Linked DNA regions of Sus scrofa: region 2 is linked to region 1. Evidence: chromatin contacts called from public Hi-C data. All regions are on one chromosome and are shown on one strand. The core of a region is the stretch at or near the end of the contact, and the rest is flanking DNA. Distances in the headings are between cores, read along the strand shown. Region 1 holds the start of NAXD (NAD(P)HX dehydratase). Region 2 holds the start of ANKRD10 (ankyrin repeat domain 10).

The links. A called contact is a pair of places that touch in the nucleus more often than the background predicts.
Region 2: a Hi-C map of liver shows a contact between it and region 1, with 1.9 times the contacts expected there. The contact joins the promoter of ANKRD10 here to the promoter of NAXD in region 1. A contact is called at or near these places in 2 of 47 Hi-C or Micro-C datasets (both in liver) and 1 of 2 datasets of contacts at active chromatin or transcription factors (alveolar macrophages).

What each region holds. Positions count from the first base shown.
Region 1 is chr11:77,206,810-77,213,969 of Sscrofa11.1, reverse strand. NAXD (NAD(P)HX dehydratase) reads right to left here and starts at 3,738. Exons shown (of 10, transcript NM_001243422.1): 1 at 3,681-3,738. The coding sequence starts at 3,726.
Region 2 is chr11:77,351,996-77,359,155 of Sscrofa11.1, reverse strand. It overlaps ANKRD10 (ankyrin repeat domain 10), which reads left to right and starts at 3,107. Exons shown (of 6, transcript NM_001244616.1): 1 at 3,107-3,406; 2 at 6,643-6,795. The coding sequence starts at 3,197. It overlaps LOC110255863 (a long non-coding RNA gene), which reads left to right. Exons shown (of 2, transcript XR_002336774.1): 2 at 1,055-2,558. It overlaps LOC110255864 (a long non-coding RNA gene), which reads right to left and starts at 1,307. Exons shown (of 2, transcript XR_002336775.1): 1 at 1,166-1,307; 2 at 605-993.

The DNA of each region.
Region 1 (7,160 bases), core at 2,489-4,988:
ACTCAATTAGACGCTAATCAACCTGGAAACGGCACTCTAAAGAACACATCTCGAAGTTCCCATCGTGTCAGCGGAAATGAATCTGACTGGTATCCAAGAGGACACGGGAACCATGAGGTTGCAGGTTTGATCCCTGGCCCTGCTCAGTGTGTTAAGGATCCAGTGTTGCCATGAGCTGGGGTGTAGGTCACAGACGCAGCTTGGATCTGGTGTGGCTGTGGTGTAGGCAGGTGGCTACAGCTCCAATTCGACCCCTAGCCTGGGAACCTTCGTATATCGAGGGTGCGCGCCCCCCCCCCACAAAAAAACCAGTTCTTACACTGGTTCAAAGTGATATTTTAAAAGAGTTTGATCACTGTGTCTATAAACAGCTAATTTTATTTTTTAAAAACAGCTAATTTTAATTGGCCTGTCTTGAAAAACTTTTTTTTTTTTTTTGCTTTTTAGGGCCATACCTGCAGCATATGGAAGTTTCCAGGCTAAGGGTCGAATCAGAGCTGAGCTGCCGGCCTACACCATGGCAACACAGGATCTGAGCCTCATCTATGACCTACACCACAGCTCAGGGCAATGCTGGTTCCTTAACCCGTTGAGTGAGGCCAGGGATCAAACCTGTGTCCTCATGAATACTAGTCGGGTTTGTTATTGCTGAGTCACAATGGGAACTCCTGGAAAACTTCCTGGGTTTTATGTTCTGCCATATTATTTAAAAGAACTCAGCTGTGAGAGAAATGCTATGTTCTGCAGACCCCAATGGATGAGTAGATAATAGATAAACTGTGTATTTTCTCCAGAATTAAAGGATCTTTGCCAATATGAACAATATTGTCACCAAAAAAAAGGCACCCAACATTTTTATCCTTCCGGTTACCCTAGCCTCTGGGAAAAACTAGGTGTGAGTCACGAGTTCAAGGGGAGACCAGAGGCTGCCTCGGCCCATGTGGTGAAACAGCTTTATCGCCGTAACACTCCCACGGTTCTACTCTTCACCCGACAGAATTACTCATGTAGTTTCCTTAACGAGTAGATGAAAAATGCCTCCTTAGCTGACAGATGAGAGGCTTAGACCCCAAGATGTAAAAGAATATTAACCACCACCCATCCAAGTACCACTCCCCTTTCTTCCAGATCAGAATAGGATGAAAACTTGAACAGAACTACTGTAACCCTTCGGCCACAAAAAGGCACAAGACTGGCTCAATGATCGGTCCAGCCGCTGACTGCTCTGCTCCAGCCCACGGTCCAACCCGACGGCCAGGCCACCTGGGCACATCTGAGCTAAAAAAGCAACCAGCTCTCAACTCAACCTCCGCAGGCCCACCTGCACCCCAACCAAATTCCCTGCCGCACCCTGTCTCTTCCTGGAAGAGCTGTGGGACAGGAAGCCCAGCTCTTACAGTCAGACTGCAGCCCACTGGCGAGCTGTGTGTGTGGGCATGAAGGTGTTTACCGTGAATCTGTTTCTAACTTGAACATACCCAGTAGAATAAGACTGGTCAATACAAGAATATCAGGAAATGGTCACTCCTTCAAATGCCCCGGAACAATAAAGACAGTTGCTTTTCAAAGTCTAGAAACTGTAAAGACAAAATCTAAACGTACCAGTCGCTCAAGGATCCTTCTGGGTCCCTACAATGTCTTGGGTTTATTAGGTACCATCGTGTTAATCTAAGCACCATCACACACAAGCATCCCTAAGACGACCCCCCTCTACCTGTGCCTCCTTACGAACCTGTGACTGGGTTAAGGGCTGGACTCTCGCCCTTAACCACTTCGAACAGAGTTTGGCACAGAATAAGCGGGTCTCAAAGGAAATGAATCTGACTGAGGACATGGGTTCAATCCCTAGCCTTGCTCAATGGGTTAAGGATCCAGTGCTGCAATAAACTGTGGTGTAGGTTGCAGATGCAGCTCAGATCTGCTGTGGCTGTGGTGCAGGCTGGCAGCTGCAGCCAATTAGACCCCTAGCCTGGGAAGCTCCATATGCCGGGGGTGCGGCCCTAAAAAGACACGCACACACAAAAAAGAAAAAGCCACTCAGGGAATGTCTGATAAATTAGTGGCTTCCTGGTTCACTCTCTTCATGGGCAGCTAGTTTAGCCTTTTACAGGCAGGAAACCGAGGCCCAGAGAGACAGACTGGTGAAGATGCCATGATTAGGGATGAATAAGCCAGGGCAGGAGACAACAATTCACCAAAACGCTGCCATTTTCAGGCAAAAAAAAAAAAATATATATATATATATTTTTTTTAAATCAAATATACCACCCACTAAAAGACAAGTGAAATCCTTCTCATATGCCTTCTGAAACCAATTTGGAATGTGGGGGAAAAAAACACTGCTGAGAAGCACAGCATTTTAAGCTTTAATTGGAATTGTACGAATGCAAGGTGCAATCCACACTGCTAGCCTGCATCCGGCCGGTAACATTCACCTGAGAACCCTTAGCGAAAGGGCCAAAGGCCAATTAAAAATTTTCCCTACACTCCACAGAGAACCAAGTTTCAGCTGGCTAACTGACACCATCTGGGCTTAACCACAGAAACAAATACTAAGTGTAAACATCAAAGTTCTGAAGGATAAAAAGGCCATGACAAGAGGCAACTTAAAATTTGTCCCATTAGGTAATGTCTTCACACAATTCTGAATCTGGAAGAACAGGGCAAACCTGTCTGGTTTTTGTTTGTTTTCAACAAGTGCAGCTGAGGGGCGTTAAACAGATTGCGTCACCGTGGGCTGTTTTCTAGAACCTCTCACACCTTTCGGTGATAACAAGGTTTCTGTGCCAAAGGTGCTTTCAATTCCTGGGAAGGGTAACTCCTTCGGAACAGGTTACAGCAATCTTTAAATTAACTGAGATGCCCTAAAGCTGGGACAGGAAAGTCCGTAATCTGGAGTTAGACTTGTTTTTCGGCCCAAGTTTAGCAAGCCAGTCTGGTAATGAAAGCTCCAGCGGACTCACAGAGACATCTTGCTAAATAATCACACGATGTGAATGTAAGGCAAACAGCCACCAATAAAATATCTCCAAACTGGTGCGACTGTGCTCAGTGCGGAAGCAGAGGGACCCCTCAATGCTCCTCAAACCCCCTGAAACTAACGACAGTGCCAAAGGACAAACCCCCAAAGCCCCCAACAGTTACCTGCCGCCTTGCCTCTGAGAAGGACCGCAGCAAAAGCGCATTTTACCATTTAGCTACCTTCTGGCTGGGACCCTGGCTCGGCGCCTGCCTGCGTTACACGGAGGGAAAGCAGCAGCCTCTCCCTTCCGTGGCGAGCAGCGAGCTAACAGCGCGCTGGCTACTTAGCGGCCTGAGAGGTCCGCGGTCTCACATCACAGGGCGAGGGAGAGGAAAGCCACCCTCCGGGCTCCACGTCGGGCGCGCTCGTCCCGTTTACGCCTCAATTCTTCCCCCACCGTCCGCCCTACTCAGCAGCCAAGGCCGAGACGGGGGCCTCGGGGTCCCTCGGTCAGCCCTGCACCTGCGGCTCCCGCGACCCCGGCCCCAGCGCGGCGCCTCCCGCCCGGACCAGCGGCCCCCCGCCGAGTACCTGCGTCCAGCGGCGGCCCGTAGAGCACGAGCGCGGCGGAGAGCACCGCGACCACGGCGGCGCCGGCGACCGCAGCCCCGGCCCCCGCCCGGGTGGCCATGCCCCGGAAGGCCCGAGTCGCGCTTACCTCGCCCGCAGCCGCGGACCGCCGCGCAGCCAGCCCCCACAGCCATCGGCGGACTTCCGGTCTCCCGGCAGCCCCCGCGCCCCACGGGCCCCACAGCCGTGGGCGGCTTCCGGTCTCCCGGCCGCCCCCGCGCCGCCGCCGGAAATGGGCTCCCAACTGGCCCCACCCCGGCCGGGCCTCTTCCGGTCCTGGACACGCCCCCGCGATTGTTTCCATTGACTTGGGTCTGAGCCCCGCTGCCGTCGTCTCCGTGCAAATCCACTCCTGACCGTTCTCTGTGGAGTGATTCCTACCCCGCCTCTCCCGCTCTCCTCCACTCCGCACACTGCTTTTTTCCCCGTTTCTTGGGATGGTATAAAATCATTTCTTTATTCTTGGCTGTCTTTTTGGTTTTGTTTTAAGATTATGTAGTTGATTTGCAGTGTGCGGATTTCTGCTGAACAGCCAAGTGGATTAGTCACATATATACACTCTTTTAAAATATCTTCCATCATGGTCTACCAGAAGACTGGATGTAGTTCCTTGTACTATGCAATAGGACCCTGTTTATCCATTTTAAAGGTAATAGGTTGGGGGAGTTCCTGTCGTGGCTCAGCGGAAATGAACCCTACTAGTGTCCATGAGGACACAGGTTCGACCCTTGGCCTCGCCCAGTGGGTTAAGGATCTCGCGTTGCCGTGAGTACTGCTGCCTCCTGGAGGTGTGGTGGGAAGAATTAAGAAGTTGGTTGGGTTCATTAGACTCCACATCTCAACCCCCTGATACTATGAGGATTTGTTTTCTAAAGCCCAAAGGACAGGGAGTGAAAGGTGACCAGCATGGAAGTGGACGCCCACCGAGTGTCCTTCCCCTTTCCCAACATCACCTGTGAAATAACACAGTCTTTCCCTCTCGTTGAGGTCTTGGGTGCCTTACTTTCCATTACCTTCCCTCAATTCGTAAGTTTTTTTTTTTTTTTTTTGGTCTTTTTGCTATTTCTTGGTCTTGGGCCGCTCCCACGGCATATGGAGGTTCCCAGGCTAGAGGTCCAATTGGAGCTGTAGCCCCTGGCCTACGCCAGAGCCACAGCAACGCAGGATCCGAGCCGCATCTGTGACCCACACCACAGCTCACGGCAACGCCAGATCGTTAACCCACTGAGCAAGGGCAGGGATCGAACCCGCAACCTCATGGTTCCTAGTCGGATTCGTTAACCACTGCGCCACGAGGGGAACTCCTCAATTCGTAAGTTTTAAACTGCATAGGGTTCTGAGTAGCACGATGAAATCTCACGCCATCCTGCTCCATCCTGCCCAGGATGAGAATCTTTCCTTTGTCCAGCGTGTGTGATCCTGTTGCACCACAGCAGGAACCTCAGCAAGTCTTTATTTTCAGACTTAAGAGAAAACCAGTCAGGCTTAAACAGATTTAGTTTTTCTGGGAGCTTATTTAAAATGCAGAAACTCAGAGTTCCCGTCGTGGCGCTGTGGTGTAGGTTGCAGACACTGCTCGGATCCCACGTTGCTGTAGCTCTGGCGTAGGCAGACGGCTACAGCTCCTATTAGACCCCTAGCCTGGGAACCTCCATATGCCGCGGGAGCGGCCCAAGAAAAGGCAAAAAGACAGAAAAATAAATAAATAAAATGCAGAAACTCAGAGGTGCCTATTGTCAGGCATGAAAATTGTCATCTCATCTCTGTGATTGCTATGATTAAAACCACAAATAAAATAATCAATTAAAATGTAGAGGCTGTTACTGATTGGCTTGGCTATCATGGAGAAGACTCTTTTTCCATCGGCTGTTGCTGCCTCAGCAGGAGGGTTGCAGTGGTGACTCTGGGCCAGGCCATTGGTGAAGGCTGACCTTTGTAATTTCACTACAACCCCTTCTCATCGGTCAGTTTGATGAGGCTAAGGAACAGAATCATTATCAAAGTCTCAAATGACGAAAGCTCTTCTTATACTTGTCACATTTACAGGGCCACTGTATTGAGTGTTCTTATTCCTTTTCTGCTACGTAAAACCCAAGAACGTGTTTCTCCATCCTTTCTCCCTACGTTTGCCAAATAACCCGCACCCGCCTGCCTCTGCGATCATGGAATTCACATTACTCATCCCTATTCAGGAAGTTCGGCTGAGCAGGATAAAATATCTAGTTGTGTGTGTGCACGTGAGTGCATGTACATTTGCACACTTATTTAGGTATCAACCACTAACAAATGAAGTGATAGACTTTTCTTGATAGCTCTAACTTCAGAGACTTTAGAAGGCCCACATTTTCCATAAAAACCTCTTATATAATTACAATATAAAGAAAAAAAAGTACCAGGAGTTCCCATCATGGGGGCTTAGTGGTTAACGAATCTGACTAGCATCCATGAGGACACAGGTTCAATCCCTGGCCCTGCTCAGTGGGTTAACAATCCTGCGTTGCTCTGGCAGTGGTGTAGGCCAGCAGCTGCAGCTCCGATTTGACCCCTAGCCTGGGAACCTCCATAGGCCACAAGTACAGCCCTAAAAAAAAAAATACTAGGTTGAATCTAGATATAAAATATCTAATTCCAGAGTTCCCGTCGTGGCTCAGCAGAAGTGAATCTGATTAGCATCCATAAGCACAAAGTTTCGATCCCTGGCCTCTATCAGTGGGTTAAGGATCTGGCATTTCTGTGAGCTGTGACGTGGCTCAGATCCCACTGTGCTGAGGCTGTGGTGTAGGCCGGCAGCTGTAGCTCTGATTCAACCCCCAGCCTGGGAACCTCCATATGCTGAGGGATCAGCCCTAAAAAGCAAAAAAAAAAAAATCTAATTCCTCCACAATAGCTTTGAGAATTTAGGAGAGGCACCCAAGTCATAGTTTTTGTGACTAAAAAATTATAAACTTTAATGTTTCTGTGTCACCTCCAGAAACATATGTGGTTAATCTAGTGATGTATTTGACTATATTCTATCTTTATTGACTTTTTGGGGGGCCATGCCCACAGCATGTGGAAGCTCCCCGGCCAGGAATGGAACCTTAGCTGCTGCGGTGACAACACCTAATTCTTTTTGTTTTATTCTGTTTTTTTCTTTTTTAGGGCCATACCTGGGCCATATGGAAGTTCCCAGGTTAGGGGTTGAATCGGAACTGCAGCTGCCAGCCTACACCACGGCCGCAGCACCACCAGATCCAAACTGTGTCTGGGACCTTCACCACAGCTCACGGCAACTCTGGATCCTTAACTGATCGAGGCCAGGGATCGAACACACATCGTCATGGGTACGAGTTGGATTTCTGAACTGCTCGGCCACAGTGGGAACTCCTTGTGGTGGTGGTTTGTATTGTTGTTCACACCTAATTCTTAACCCACCGAGCCATGGAGGAACTCCTTTTCTTTTTTGTCTGCAGCATATGGACTTTGTTTGTTTGTTTGTTTGTTTATTTGTTTGCAGCACATGGGAGTTCCTAGGCTAGGGGTCGAATGGGAGCTATGGCTGCCAGCCGATGCCACAGCCACAGCAATG
Region 2 (7,160 bases), core at 1,858-4,357, 150 kb before region 1:
GAGGGCTCTCTGGCCTCGGCGTGCACACAGCCCAGACGCGACGAGCCAGCGCGCTGAACGCGCCTGCAGAGCTGCTGAGTCTAGCAGTCCCTGGCACTCCGGATGGCAGCCCAGAGGCCGCGACTCTTCTGCCCAAGTGTAAGCAGATGCCCTTCTTCAAAGAGGGACCTGGCAGCGTGTGGGAGGTGCAGCGCCGGGAACAAGGGGCAGCAGAGAGGACAGAACAGGGAGGCCCTGGTCTCGCCTTCCTCGGGTCTCAGGTCCCGAGACACGCGGTTCACTGGGTCCCGTTTCTCAGCGTGACCGCAGCGCTCAGCAGGGGCCCGCCCTCTACAGAGCGGAGCGTGTGACCCTGCCTCTCAGGGCACGTTCCTCCCACGAGCCCTGCCCCTTGGAGCAATTCCTCACACACTATCCCTTTTTGGAAACGCAATGCCAATCCCAAAGGCAGGGTTTGGGTTGGTTTTTAATCCATGTACTGAGTTTTGAGTCTTCCTGTTTCTCATCACGTATTTGAGTCATACCTTCAAATACTCCAGTTTGCTCAGGTTAAAGAAAAAAGTTACTTCAAACTGTTAAAGAAAATATTTTTCAGAGACACTCGTTAAAGCATGGAAAGGCAGACTTTATTCAAGGGTGCCTTCGGATGGGTACAGGGGCCACTGCTGTGGGATCATGAGACCCCGTTTGTCCCCGCAGACGAGGGGAGAACTCAGACTGACCTCTGAACACGACATGGACAAGTGGGAACCTCCAACCCAGGAGCAGGGGGGCGTCAGGAGTTGGAGAGTCCCTAAAAGGAGCATCAGGGGCTCTGGCTAAAGTGACGTCATGGCAGGATTCTTGCTGAAGGCAGACGCCCCGGCAGGGGGGAGGGAGTGGTGGAGGATGGAGAAGGCGGTTGGATGTGGAGGGTTAGCAGATATGGGGGGTGGGGGAGCCTGAGTAGAGTCTGGTCAAGAAGGGAACCTTTGTCACTTATGTGTGGTTGCTCTGTCAAATAAAAGACAAAGAATGTGTTATGAATCCGCGCTTCTTTCTCTTTTCTCTACAGCTTTTTGGAAAGCTAAAGAGCTCCTAAGAAAACCTGTCATTAGCCGTCATTCGACACGTTGGGCAAAACCCGCAACCAAGCACTTGGAAGGGTGGCTTTAGGAACACTCACCAGACCTCCTTTCTCATTCTCATACCCGGCAACCGCGTGGCCCGTCTCAGGGAGCCACCATCACGTTGGTCTATCTCTGCACAGCTGCTCAAGTACGGGTTCCATCCCAGGAAGCCTGAGGAAGCAGGAAGTCATCTTAGCTGAGGAAACAGACACTCTGAGCATCCATTCCCTGTAACCTGCTTCGTTTCCTAGGCCTTCGTACAAAATCAATGCCAAGGTTAAAAAAATCTAACCATGGGTTGGGAACAAGGCCTGGATATTATTCCAAGCTCTGGCACAGGCATGCAGTTTGTCCCTGGGCAAATTCCTTAGCCTGTCTCTGCCTCAGTCTCATCATTCACAGAATGCTGGGTAAGGAAGGGTACTTCCTTCTCGTTATTATGAAAGACAAGCTGTGCTTATGTCCTTCTGCAAAATGGGACGCCGCTTTCCTAGGAAGGGTACCAGTCAATACCAGCGTATGTATCTTAAAGAGATAATCAGATTAAAAGCAGCATGGAATATACAAAGAAAAATGATTGAATTCCTAGTGGACCAGGCATATTGCTGCCCTTTGGGTCCAAACGAAAAAGTATATCTTGAATTACTGAAATTTTCTCTTTTTTAAATTTTTTTTACTTTATTTTTTGTCTTTTTGCCATTTCTTGGGCCGCTCCCGTGGCATATGGAGGTTCCCAGGCTAGGGGTCAAATCGGAGCTGTAGCCGACAGCCTACACCAGAGCCAGAGCAATGCCAGATCCGAGCCGCGTCTGCGACCTACACCACAGCTCACGGCGACGCCAGATCCTTAACCTTCTGAGCAAGGGCAGGGATCGAACCAGCAACCTCATGGTTCCTGGTCGGATTCGTTAACCATTGCTCCACGACGGAAACTCCCTGAAATTTTCTTTCTTGCCTCATCTAATACATGACAGATTCTAAGTGTCATTCTTACACCTCATCCATTAGTAATTGCTCACTAAATCGAAATACTTGCTGCTTTTTCTGGTTGACTGTATCTAGAACATTTCCCAGTGTGTTTCATTCATTATTGTACTCAACACGTTTGCTGCATGAATAGATGACTGTGTTGCATGCTTATACCGCAAATTAACATTTTTTCTTCATTAGGCACTATGTTTCTAATTTCTTGTTTTATTAAGTAATGCTGCAGTGTACTATCTTATGCATCAATATCTTCCCAGAAATCTGGTTACCTACTTAAAGCTCAATCACTGTGATTTAGAATTTTGTAGAACAAAAAAGGAAAGCAGTATACACAAAGAAAAAGAATATATACAAGTGAAACAAACCACATGGTTAGAAAATCACAATAAAAAATCTGTAAATGTTAACACTGGTTATTTCTTGATAGTGAAATTATTGATGATTTTCACGTAGAAGTCATAATCAGAAAAAAATCTATTTAAAAAATCTGTGATCCTCGGTCAGTGAAAGACAATTTAGTATTTCCTTGCATGCTACAATGTTTCTCGCGTTTTGGCCGTGGGTTCTCAAAAACGTGCAGCCCAGCTCAGAAAAGTACAGCAGGTCAGGAGGGGCAGGAACCGCCCCCAGGTGCTCGCAGACGCACCACCAGATTAATTGGTGGAATAAAAGGCGTGCGGCCGAAACCTCAGGGGATCGGGCCCAAAGCCCAAACCTGATTCTCCAGGAGCTTTTTATTAACGGAGGTCAGGACACTGACGCGCCTGGAGTCTGGACCGGAGTCCAGAACCCGGAGTCTAGAACCCACGCGGCCCACGGGGCCTGGGCCCCGCCCCCTGCTCCAGGCCCCGCCCCGACGCTCCAGGCCCCGCCCCCAGGCTCCGCGGCTCCGAGCGCCGGCCCCAGTCCCCGCCGACGCAGGCCCCGCCCCGCCCCGCCTCGCCCCGCCCCCGTGCGCGCTCGGCTCGGCTGCCGGCTGGACGCAGCCGCGGCGCTGCTCTAGATCCTTTGTGCTCCGGTGGCGGCGACGGCGGCGGCCTCTCGGGTCTTCACCGGCTCGTCTTCTCCGCTCGCCAGCTCGCGCTCTCTGGTGACGGACCATGTCGGCGGCGGGAGCGGGTGCGGGTGTGGAGGCGGGCTTCTCCAGCGAAGAGCTGTTGTCGCTCCGCTTTCCGCTGCACCGCGCCTGCCGCGATGGGGACCTGGCCGCGCTCTGCTCGCTGCTACAGCAGACGCCGCGCGCCCACCTGGCTGCCGAGGATTCCTTCTACGGCTGGACGCCGGTGCACTGGGCCGCGCACTTCGGCAAGGTGGGCGCGGGCGCTTTAAGGCGCCATCTTCCGCGGCTTTCCTGTGGGGGTCGAGAGGGCGGTGGGCGCGGGGCGTGCCGGGAGCGCGGGGCGGAAGCGGGGTCGGCGGCGAAGGCGCGCCAAGGGGCCCGGGGCGCATGTGCGGCGGCGCGGGGGTCGGGGCCCCAGGGGCGCGCGGAGCCTGCCGGGAGACGGGCGGAAGCGGGCCCGGCGGCGGCGGCGCTGGCGCCGGGAGGCCCGGAGGCCGTGAGGCCCGGAGCGCAAGTGCGGCGGCGCAGAGTTCGAACGCGGGCGGCCTCCCGAGGCGCCGGCTTCCCGGAGGCGCCGCCCCTGCGGGTGGAGGCCCGGGCGCCCCAGGGCGGCGCGCGGGAGCCGGGGCCGCTCTGAGGGAGGGGCGGGCGCCGGAGGGAAGCGCCCTTAGCTCCCCGGGCCCAGGGGCCGCGGCCGAAGGCGTGCTGGGTGATGATGCTGCCAGCTCAGAGCTGGGGGGTTGTGTAAACTGTCGCCCGAGTGACCGTCGGCGACGTTTATCTTAAAATCGGGAAGAGCGAGGTGCAGCTTTAAATCTCGGAAAGATAAGGCAGCATTTGCCTCCTCTGCGCAGGGAGAGGGGTCATTCGATCGGAGAAGTGGTCGCAAAGTGAGATTGACGATGCTTTTCCAAAGTGACTTTAACGGTTAAGGTTCATGCCCCCCAGTTCTGGGACATTACAAAATGTTTTCCCTCTGAAGTGGTGATACGGTTGGGTTGAAATAAGTGGTTTTGCGGAAATACGTGCCGGATAATGTGAAGTGTATTTCCGTCTTGAAATGGAATTAATCTTAGATTTATTTTTGCCCGGCTGACGAGTGGCTTTACTTGGCTCAAGGTGCTACGTTCGCAGCACTTTTGGGAAACAGTTTCTGAGTCCCCTGGTCAAATGAAGTCAGATTTATTTTAGTGAAAGAAATGAGACGGCGTTAGGACGGCGGGGGCGAGGCAGGCCCGCCGGCCCCGGGCCTGAGCTCTGGGACGCGCTGGCGGAGCCGGGGCTGAGCCCGAGGCCCCTGGGAGATCCGGCTCCGCAAACAACTGGCTGAGCGAGGACCCTCCTGCCTGCTCTCCCTGAACGTAGGTGTCCCCAGGCGGGCCGGCCGCCGGGGAGGGAGCTCCCTGCTGAGTGCGTCTCGCTCTATTTTTACGTGAAACTGTAGGTAGCTGGCAACATCTATTGTCCCTTGTGTTACAGGCAAAAACATCCTTTTAATAGGCAAGGACAGCTTTTTTTTTTTAAGCTCCCCTGTTGCTTCCGATCCTCCCTATCCTGGTTGAGAAGGACACAGTATGGCTGTCTCGTACATTCTGCTTAAAGCCCCATTACAAATGGTCATTTAAAATATTTACTCATCCCAGGGTACCTCTAGGTATTTCTAAGGATTAAAAATAGCCATCACTGCTTTAAAATGTTTAAAATGTAAGTTTCATGCAGGTGTGTTTTACCACACAAAACAAAGCCAACTGAATTCCCTTCTTGAGTCTCTGGAACATGAGTAGTAAATAAACGTTGGAGACCAAGCAGTAGCTTAACCTCAGAGATCAAAGGTTGTAACTGGAGGCAGTTAACTTCCGTGCTTTCAGTTGCGTTTAACCCTGAAGGCCACGGAGTCTCAGGCACTGAAGGGGCCAAAGGAAGTGTCCTTCAGCCTGTGAGGAAAGGCGGCTGGGGCAGAAGCGAGGCCAGGACTCCTGACTAAGGCTCCCGGTCCCCAGCTGCCCACACTTCCCTCCTCTGTATGCACTTAAGCCGTCGCTCTGCTCGGCCATCCAGGAGCTGGCGGAGATTCAGCATGTTGTGGGCTCTTCCCCAGTCTCAAGCTGTGTTCCTAGAAATGTGCCAACTGCACAAGTTACCGAACCTTTTTATGAGGCTCGTTTGCTCCCAAAGGACTAAATGTTATTTAAAAACTAATTACACCTTGCTGTTTACAAGCAATCGTATTGAACAATACCTTCGCAGGGTTCTAAGCCTGGTTTCCTACATCCAACCCACGGGTAGCAAATTTGAGTCCAGGGAGCTCTCGGTTGATGTGCAGATTAATGGCCGTTTGGCATACTAAGCGATTCTCATCTGTTTCATTTTGGTTGTACTTGAGACCTGCCATCTTATCACTGGCCGTGGTTTCTCGCTCGGTACATTGGTAAAGGCAGTATTTGAAAACACGCCGAGGAAGCGTCTCTTTGTCAGCCAGCATCTCGGTGCCCCCGACAGTCAGAGCTCACCTCTCAGGTGTGTTGATTGCAGCGGTCTGTCCTTTGCAAGGACAGGCTTAGAATCGCGGAGGAGAAGAGCCACCAGGTGAGACCCGAGTGTAGCTGCTTACCTTTCGCTGGAGGTCAGTCCTCAGGAGGAGGATTGTTGGCTCGTTCACTCACCGCATTGTGCACCGGGAGGGGAGCCGGGGCGGCCCGGGAGCCGGAGTCTGGGGACACCCTGGGTGGAGCCGTGTGCCTGGCACCCTGTAGGCACTTGCCAAGTTTTTGTGGAGTGTGATAGATTTTTGTAGCTAGAGGCCAGTGCGATCCTGGGGCTTGGCTGCAGTCTCCACTCCCATGTGTCTTTGTTTCGTCACCTGCTGGACCGGAGCTCTGCCTGCTGTAGGCCCTTGGGGCCAGGGGTTCGCTACGAACAGTTTGAAAAGCTGAGGTGCTGCCCCCTCCCTGTGCTCCACACCCTTCCCCGAGGACACAGCTCCAGCTGCGCCTGAAGTAAGCACTCTTGGCCGCACTGGCAGCAGAAAACCCTCTACCTGGGAAGGGTTTATCTACCAATCACTGTAACATCTTTATTGATTAGAGTAGTGTGTGCTTGTGGCATAGCCCAGCTCTGATAAAAGTCTTTGAAGGTGCAATCTGGCCTTTTCTGATTTGGGCTTTTTTAAACAATCGTGATTGACAATGTCACATTGATTTTAGCCTTTTCTGTTAGGAAAAACAAAATATTTATATTTGTATAGTGTCAATCATTTTGACTTTATTTCTGTGTGTGTACACCAACTCTTTTAAGGACAAAAAAAAATGTTCTCTTAAGTAAGCCTTTTAAAATCTGTATAATACTGGGAAGGAATGCGTGTTTTCTTATACAGACAAAAAGGTAACGAAAACGTGCCGCTCATCTTGTTTCTAGAATGATGGCTTGTGTAACATGTAATAATGTACTGACGTTTGTGCCTGTTTCATTCACCTGCTGCTCTCGAAGTTGGAGTGCTTGATGCAGTTGGTGCGAGCTGGAGCCACGCTGGATGTCTCCACCACGCGTTACGCCCAGACCCCAGCCCACATTGCCGCCTTCGGGGGCCATCCCCAGTGCCTCGTCTGGCTGATCCAAGCAGGAGCCAGCATTAACAAACCGGTGAGGGACTGTCCCTGGGACGGGGTTGTTCTGTTTTCTTTCTCCAGTTATAATTACACGGTGTTGAGTTTTAAATCGAGGCCTTAATTAGAGTTTGAGATCTTTACCTGTAGGCTAACTGGAATCCGTGCTTACTGAGTTATTTGTAGATAACTGGCCCTTCACGTAGCAGTGCTTTCGCCGGTTCTGTGACTTACTGGGATCCACAGGGAGTGCCCAGGGTCACAGCCGGTAACAGGGAAGTCTGGCCTTCCTTCAGCTTGGGCTTCCTGGCGCCTCTGCTCACAGCTGCCTTAGCTTCATTTCCGCAGATAATTGGGAGAAGGCAACTGTTCCAGCAAGAGCACGACTTTGAAATCCTTTGT